2 separate regions of the Mus musculus genome follow, and region 1 is linked to region 2. The links are chromatin contacts, called in public promoter capture Hi-C maps. All regions are on one chromosome and are shown on one strand. The core of a region is the stretch at or near the end of the contact, and the rest is flanking DNA. Distances in the headings are between cores, read along the strand shown. Region 1 holds the start of Mycbp (MYC binding protein). Region 2 holds the start of Ndufs5 (NADH:ubiquinone oxidoreductase core subunit S5).

Evidence for each region. Promoter capture Hi-C pulls out the DNA fragments that hold promoters and counts their contacts.
Region 1: a promoter capture Hi-C map of the HPC-7 cell line shows a contact between it and region 2. The contact joins the promoter of Mycbp here to the promoter of Ndufs5 in region 2. A contact is called at or near these places in 16 of 39 promoter capture datasets (the 3T3-L1 cell line, 3T3-L1-derived adipocytes, the C10 cell line and 10 more), 7 of 484 Hi-C or Micro-C datasets (cerebellar granule neurons, embryonic stem cells, extraembryonic endoderm stem cells and 3 more), 6 of 115 datasets of contacts at active chromatin or transcription factors (the 230-238 cell line, the SCID.adh cell line, embryonic stem cells and 3 more) and 3 of 9 other capture datasets (adipose tissue, liver and pancreatic islet).

The regions. Positions count from the first base shown.
Region 1 is chr4:123,903,570-123,907,742 of GRCm38.p6, forward strand. Mycbp (MYC binding protein) reads left to right here and starts at 1,444. Exons shown (of 5, transcript NM_019660.3): 1 at 1,444-1,518; 2 at 1,665-1,737. The coding sequence starts at 1,504. It also overlaps D130007C19Rik.
Region 2 is chr4:123,716,567-123,720,833 of GRCm38.p6, forward strand. It overlaps Ndufs5 (NADH:ubiquinone oxidoreductase core subunit S5), which reads right to left and starts at 1,620. Exons shown (of 3, transcript NM_001030274.1): 1 at 1,547-1,620.

The sequences.
Region 1 (4,173 bases), core at 194-2,693, 190 kb after region 2:
GAGCAGAGATGGGAGGGAGGAAGGGCATTGCCAACAGGAACAAAGGGAGGCAAGGCAAGCACCACCCACCAGGGGACTCTGCTTTGCACTTTTTCATTCAGTTTGTGGTTGAAGCTGGGTTCATAAGTTCTTTCAACATGAGTTTAAGTTCTGTGGCTTCTCATAACCAAATATGTTTTTTTCTCAAGACCAACAGAAAAGACAGTATTTTCATTATTTGTGCAACATAGAGCCATCGTTTTGCTTTTCTTAGATAGTCTAGAAACTTTGCAGCTAGGGAGCAGTAAGATGACTTGGTGGTAAAGGCACTCGTTGTCAAGCCTGACAACCTTAATGCAATTACTGAGACTAACGGTGGAAGGAGAGCAAGTCCTATGAGTCTTCCGATCTCCAACTGCACCACGGCATGAATACTCTTCCCCAACTCCTGGAAAAAAAAAAATCCACTGGATTTCAAAAAGATAAGGTGGGGGTAGGGCCTTACATTAAAACAAGACTACAATGAATTCTTTGTTTTGGAGACAGGGTTTCTGTGTAGCCCTGACCATCTTGGACCAGAATGGCTTCGAACTCAGGATGGTCTCCACTTTTCTTGCACTGAGATTAAATTCGTGTGCCACCAGCGCCTAGTGAATAGAATGACTTCTATATAGAGAGATCAAAACAAAATCTAGCCAAGTAGCAGGCACAACTACAAATTCATTAAAGGGCCCTCTTCTGCACTTAGAAATCTCCTTAGAGAGACATACACACTTAGTACTACCTATAATTATTTTCAACATAAAAACACGCATAATATATATGGAAAAGAACTTAATGTTAACCACTAAGGGGGTATAAAAAAAAAAAAAAGGAAACTAATGACAAAGGCAGAGAAAAGAACCACTTCAGAGGTCATTGCCCTAATCCAACATTGCTGTAGAGATAAGTTTTCTACCAGCCAGCAGTTATCTGCAAATATCACGGGGCTTAATGATTACAAGCAAGCCCTGAACAAGCCCAAAAGAGATTCTTTATTTAGCTGAGGGTGACCTTGAACTTTTTCCTGGTGCTGGGTATTTTTCTGAGCCAAGAAACACGGCATTGGTCTGTTCCTCACCAAAGACCCAAATGACAAGGAGTGCGCGCCCACTAACACGTGGGGAGATACTACATCAGGAGCCTCTAACTCCTGGCCACACCCATCCAGGGCCCCACAGGTCGTTCGCCTGGCTTTACCTAAACCTCGCCTCTTGCTAGGCAACCGAATCGCCGCGGCAACCGGAACAGGAAGACGCGAGACTGCCCGGAACCGCGGAGGGCGGGCTCACGCAGCCTCTCTAGGCTCCGAGGAGACAGGGATACACAGCGTCCCGGTCGCCATGAAAACAGGCCACACCCCGGTGGCCCCGGCCCGTGCCTGCCCAGTGCGCAGACGCGCGCGCCGTTCCGCGCATGAGCAGTGAGGCTTGGAGCCCGCCTGCCCGTGTCTCCGGCGCCAGCTACGCCGCTGTGGCTGTCACTATGGCCCATTACAAAGTGAGGGGGGCGCGGCGTGGCTCGGGGCGTGCGGGCGGCGCCGGGTGGGAGTTGGGGCGTGTGCAGGGCTTGGGGCCGGCGGCGGGGCGCGCCGTCTTCCTGCTCCGGCCCCGGGCTCCGGTCCCTGACCCGCCGTGTCTCCTCAGGCCGCCGACTCGAAGCGCGAGCAGTTCCGGAGGTACTTGGAGAAGTCGGGGGTGCTGGACACGCTGACGAAAGGTGAGCCGAGGCGGGCGGCTGCAGCCCACGTCCGCGCGCTCTTGGCCAGGTGGGGCCCGCCCCGGGAGCAGCGAGGCCTTGGGGTCCCGTGGGTCGGGCGCACGCCGGCCGCGGGACTTCGCCTCGCCCCGGTGGTCGCTCTCTGCCCCGGACTGAAACTCTTGCAGCTGTTGCAAAGTCTCTCCAACTTCCGTTGCTTTCCCGCGAGCAGCCGCAGTGGACACGTTAGCAAGACCTTGAGATCCCAGTTGCTCCCTGCCGTATAGTGTGCGGGATTTTACAAATTTTTCTTTTGGACAAAGGCAACTAAGAAAATGACTGGATTTGAAAGTGGGTTATTAAATGGCTCTAGTCCCCGAAGCTGGAGATTCATAGACAGTTTGGGCTGTGGCTTTTCAACTCTTTTAGCCTATAGTAATTCCTACTTTGTGTAGATATCATAATTAAAGTGGAATTACAATTTGAAAAGTGCTTCAGAGCACATAAAAACAGCTATATTCTTTACTTTAAAACAATGGAAGCGTAAAGTGTATCCCTTCCTTTCTGGGTGTAAGGCTAGAGAGTATGGTGGTTGGAATCATAGAATAAAGCTAACTGGCCTTAACAGTATATTGAATGCCTTCTACATGGTAAGAACTCAACATTGCTTGGTGTTTTCAAGGGAATAGAATGGAATGGCTGGCAGGGATTGAAAACTTGGTCCTTTTGAGAATAGGAAGTGTCTGGGAAATAATTTGTATCTGCTTTTTAGGGAACAAAAGCTAGGGGAAAATTTGGGAGAACTTAGAAGAAAGCAGGGCTTTTAATTCTCTTACATGGATGAACTGACAAGTTAGAATTACTACTCATTTCCTTATGTCATCGGAAGTCAATGTGAGCAAAAGTATAAGGAACTACTCTGTGAGACCACTGTAGTTTGTGGCATCAGAAGTGTCACAGATGGCTTGGAATTCTGTTAAAAAAAACCCCTCATGTTTCTTTCATGTAATGATTTTACTCCAGCCGTGTGTTCTGGGCACCAAGGGGATACAGCCATGGAAATGTTCTTGCTTTTGGGAGCTTGTAGCTTAGATAGGGACACACACACACTAAAACTAGTGCCAGCTAGTGGTAAATGTCTAACTTAAACCATAGCAAGGATAAAGATGGGACATTTTACATGGAGTGGCAGAGGGAAGACCTTGAACAGTACGGATAAGTATCCTTAATCTGAAATTTTGAAATCTAAATTGCTCTCAGATTTGTAACTTACTGAGTATTGATGTGGAAAGTTCCATACTTGACTGCATAAATTATGTCAGTCAAAATTCAGGAGCCTAGGAATATGTACTTGTTCAAGATCATGTTTATATTATGTGAATAAGGTCTATATGGAATGTAAATTAATTTCATGTTTAGGCTTGGATCTCATCTCCAAAACACTCATTATGTATGAGTAGATAGTTCAACCTCTGGAGATAAACACTGATACACTTTTGGTCCCAAATAATCTGTGTGGTAGGGTCGTGGAATGAAATGGATGCAGGAGGTTGACAGGCAAGAACACTGAAAGGCAGATGGAGTACAATTGTAGATAACTGAATGCAGAGCCAATGTGCAGCCTTCAGGCTGTGTAAGAGAATGGGAACCAAATTTTACAGGATCAAACAGAGATGTTTCATACAAGTTTACATTTTTCTTTCAGCAACATTTCAGAGAGGATTTAAAGTTGTTTCTAACATGAAAACATTGTAAGAAGCCAGGCATGGTGACATGTTTTTAGTGCTCTGGTGAGGGAAAACAGATCTGCATTCACTGCTTGCCTGGAGCATGTATCAAGATCTGTTCCAAAAAAAGTAAACTATAGCTAGGCTAGAGAGATGGCTTAGAGGTAAGATTACTTGATACACAACTATAGGGCTAGAGTTCAGGTACCAGCACTCATAATAAGCCAGACAGGGTCTTGGTGTGTATAATTCTGCTAGCCTAGGTAAAAGGATGGAAGCTGGAGGCTGAGGGAGACCTTGCCTCAAAGGTTTGAGGCATATGCAGAAGACCTAGACATCTTGTTTCATTTCTAATTGCACTTGACAAGCTGAAGTAGGAGGACTGATTGAATCTGAGACCAGCCTTGGCTAAAGAGTAAAACTACATCTTTAAAAAAAAAAAAAAAAAAAAACCAAACCAAACTTAACCAACCAATCATCAACAACAGAACAATAACAACCTTCAAGACAAAAACATCCATGAAGAAGGTGAATGCATAAAATAGCATTTTAGTTATTTTGAGCAGGGTAGCAAACTTTAAAATACCTGGCTTTAAATACCTAGTTGCTAAGAGCCAGCAAGAAGGCTCAGCAGGTGAAGGTGCTTGCTGCCAAGCCAAATGGACCTGAGTTTGTTTGTTTTTTGTTTTTTTGTTTTTTGAGACAGGGTTTCTCTGGATAGCCCTGGCTG
Region 2 (4,267 bases), core at 370-2,869:
TCCATCCCAACCTAAATGACACGTGTCTTTGGACACTCTCTTGTGTCTCTCCTTTTATAGAAGTAGTCTGTCCTAGGCTGGAGAGATGGCTTAGAGGTTAAAAGTGCATGCTGCTTTAGCAGAGGACTCGAGCTGGAGTCTCAGCAACCACTTTGGGTGGTTTACAAGTAGCTGCAGCTCCAGCTTCAGGGCCGTATGATGTGTCTGGCTTCACGGAGTAGCTACACTCACATGCCCACAGTCATACATCCACACATAATTAAAACTTTAAAAAGTACTTTGTCCACCGGGCAGTTGTGGCACATGACTTTAATCCCAGCACTTGGGAGACAGAGGCAGGCAGATCTCTGAGTTCGAGGCCAGCCTGGTCTACAAAGTGAGTTCCAGGACAGCCAGGGCTACACAGAGAAACCCTGTCTCGAACCCCCCCCCCCAAAAGTACTTCGTCCATTACTGTAACAGTCTATTTACTTCTATGTTTTTCCTACTGCTTTTGTTTTGAGAGCAAAATCGAGCAGATGCTAGTTAACTGCTAAAAATAAATGAACAAGTCAAATTAAAATTTTGTAAAAAAATAAAAAAAATCAGGAAATCTCAAACAACTTACACGTACAACTATAAAGCAGTGGATAGATTCTGGTGCTCAGTAGAATATGACATACATTAAGCAAAAAGAACATATGGAAAATACATAGTAAAGTTGACATAGAACAAAATAATCCCAAACGACAAATGTGCTTAAGAATGGAAAGCAAGCGCAGCACCCACATCAAAACCATCCTGTACGCGGACATTTAGGTGAATTTAATTTATAAAGCTCCCTCCCATTCTTTTAGTCATTTACTGTGTATGTCAGAGGCAAATGGGGGAAACGGCTCATCATAAGCACTGGAGACCCACACTGGGAACCTGAGTAAGAATTCGGGGGAGGAAGCCATTGGGAGAATAGAAAAAGTCCCAGAGGAGGATCTACATCGCTCTCTCTCTCGCTCTCTCTCTCTCTCTCTCTCTCTCTCTCTCTCTCTCTCTCTCTCACACACACACACACACACACACACACACACACACACACACACACAAACATAGACAACAGAAGTTATGACAATGAGGACGGACAGAGGCTCTGGAGCGGCTGCTGAGCCAAGTGCACAACAGGAAGAAAGTAGAGGGCTCTGGGGACCAAAATCAGGATGTGGTGCACGCCTTTAATCTCAACACTTGGAAGACAGAGGCAGATGCTTCTCTGTGAGTTCAAGGCCAGCTTGGTCTACAGAGTGAATTCCAGCCTACACAGAGAAACCCTGTCTCAAAACAAAAACAAAAAGGAGCGGGATGTCAGGGTAGGAAGGAGGCCAAGGCAGGAGTCCGGCAGACGGTGGATTTGCTCCGGAGGGCCGGGGGTGGGGGTGACGACCTAGTTACGGGGTGAAGGGAAGGCAGGAGGACACGCCCAGACCTGGGCCACCCACAGAGAGAGGAAATGTGTCAAGGAGCTAATCCTGAACGAAACTTCTTGGCTGTGCGGACACAGCAGCGCCTACCGCACCTCTGCAGTGCCCTTGTCAGGTCCCTGGTGCAATTCCCGACCGCCGGCTGCGGGAGGACGCAGACGCCTGCCGTAAAGGACGCCCGCAGCACGACATCTCCAGAGCGACGCCGTAAATCAACCACCGGCCGAGGAACTGTAGAAACCAAGCACAGCGGGTCTGCGCCTGCGCAGCAAGCAGCCCAGCCTCCAGACGCTGACAGCTGATAAACCGACTTTCCCCATACTACTGCGCCCGGTAGTGAGTTCTCCCTTTCAGCACTGTCGTGACCGTTGATTGTTGTGCTACTTGAGCAAGGTCACACTCGAGAAAGAGTAGTGCTTCCCTCACCCCAAGGAAATGTGGTGATTAAAGCTCGTGTGCCGTGACCCCAAAACTTGTGTGACTGTTTCCCAGTTTCACGGTGGCAGTTTCCCTTTTTGGTAATAAACATAATAGCCGGGCTGGAGAGACAGCTCAGAGGTTAAGAGCATTTGTTGATCTGGGAGAGGTCCTCGGTTTAACTCTAGATTCAGGGGACCCAACATAGTTCTTCTAACCTCAGCAATACCAGGAGCACACACATGGTGCACATACATGAAGACAAAACTCTCGCACATAAAGTAAATCTTAAAAGAAAGATAATAGTGCCTAACGTGGTGGCTCAGGCCTTTAAATCACAGAAATTAAGAAACGGAAACAGGTGGATGTCTATGAGTTCTAGGCCAACTAAGGCTACATAGTGAGATCTTGTTACAAACAAACAGCTATAGAGTTACTATAGGGACTTCTTTATACTGTGACATGATGAAAACGTTCTTTGATGTATTAGCTGACATTTGCACCAAAGCAATCAGAAAGCTGAGACAGGAGGATGTATCCTCTTGAGTTCAAGGCTGGCCTGGCCTATAAGACAGATGCTGTGCCTGCGAATGAACAGTTTCTGGAGAAAATTCCCGAAGTCCATGTGGTGGGTTCAATAGGAATGGCCCCCATAGATTCACGTGTGTGAATGCTTGCCTCATAGGCAGTGGCACTATTAGGAAGGGTGGCCTTGTGAGAGTATGTGTGGCTTTGTTGGAGAAAGTGTGTCACTTTTGGGGAGGGATTTGAGGTCTCCTATGCTCAAGTCAAGCCTAGTGTGGATTAGTCTCCTTTTGCTGCCTGTTGATCAAGATGTAGAAATCTCAGTTCCTTCTCCAACACCATGCCTTCCTGCATGCTGCCATGCTTCCTGCCATGATGATAGTGGACTAACCTCTGAAACTGTAAGCCAGCCCCAATTAAATGGTTGCCATGGTCACAAGTCTTTTTACAGCAATAGAAACCCTAGTAAGAGAGTCCACAATTTATTAATTTCATTCAATCACTCCAACTTGCTCCACTCACCCCCTTCCATCGGCTGGATGTCCCATATGAAACTGGTTTCAGTTCAATTAAAGTTTTCTGAGCACTCAGCCTGTGTCCAGTCAAATATTGGCTCATTATGGAAGTAGTGAACCATACTCACAAAGTTCTAATGGCACGGAACTGATGGCCACCCTTTCCAACCCACCCCTCTCCTTATGCCACTGTGAAGGCCTGCTTAAGGGTCTCATGTGCTCAAATGCCATCAGGTAACTAGCCCCTTGCAGTTCTAGGGCTAGAAGCCAGGGCACCATATGCTAGCACATTCATGACCAGTGAGCCCAGTCCATGGCAAAGGTGGCAGTTCTCAGATCTCTGTCCATTCTCTCTCTCTCTCTCTCTCTCTCTCTCTCTCTCTCTCTCTCTCTCTCTCTCTGTCTCTCTCTCTCTCTCTAAGATTTATTATATCTTAGTAAACTGTAGCTGTCTTCAGACACACCATAAGAGCCCGTCAGATCTCATTACGGATGGTTGTGAGCCACCATATGGTTGCTGGGATTTGAACTCAGGACCTTCAGCAGAGCACTCAGTGTTCTTGACCACTGAGCCATCTCTCCATCCCAGAACTTTCTCTTGATCTTAAGTTTCACCTTCTTTTGCCTGACATGCTACCACTATCTCCCCTCCTCAAATCCATTCATACCCTGTCTGTTTTGCTAGCTTCTGATGGAAATTCCAATCCTTTGGACATTTCTTTCCTTTCCTTTCCTTTCCTTTTTTCTTTTTTTCTTTTTCTTTCTTTTCTTTCTTTTTTTCTTTCTTTTCTTTCTTTCTTTCTTTCTTTCTTTCTTTCTTTCTTTCTTTCTTTCTTTCTTTCTTTCTTTCTTTTCTTTCTTTCTTTCTTTCTTTTTCCGAGACAGGGTTTCTCTGTGTAGCCCTGGCTGTCCTGGAACTTACTCTGTAGACCAGGCTGGCCTCGAACTCAGACATTCACCTGCCTTTGCCTCCCAAGTGCTGGGATTAAAGGTGTGCACCACCATGCCCAGCCCTCCAGACATTTCTAAGCCCTATCTCAGGCCCTGACAGCCTTATATCCATCGTAGATCTGAACGTGAACAGGTACCCACAACTGGATATGTCAGACAACAGGGTCCTCACAGGCAACAACAGCTTTTCCTCTCAAGCAAATCCTGGAAAACTACAATTCCCAGACTCAGCAGCAACGGCAGGAGTTGTTGCTATGGTGCCCAGACTTTGGGAATTCTCTATGTTGGGTCCCAAGACAGACATATGTGTTTGTGGGTCCCCCATCACTGTGTCCCTTACCTTCCACACCCTCCCTCCTCAATGTCTCTTTAGGACTCTATAATGAACCAAAGGACTTTATACCTGTC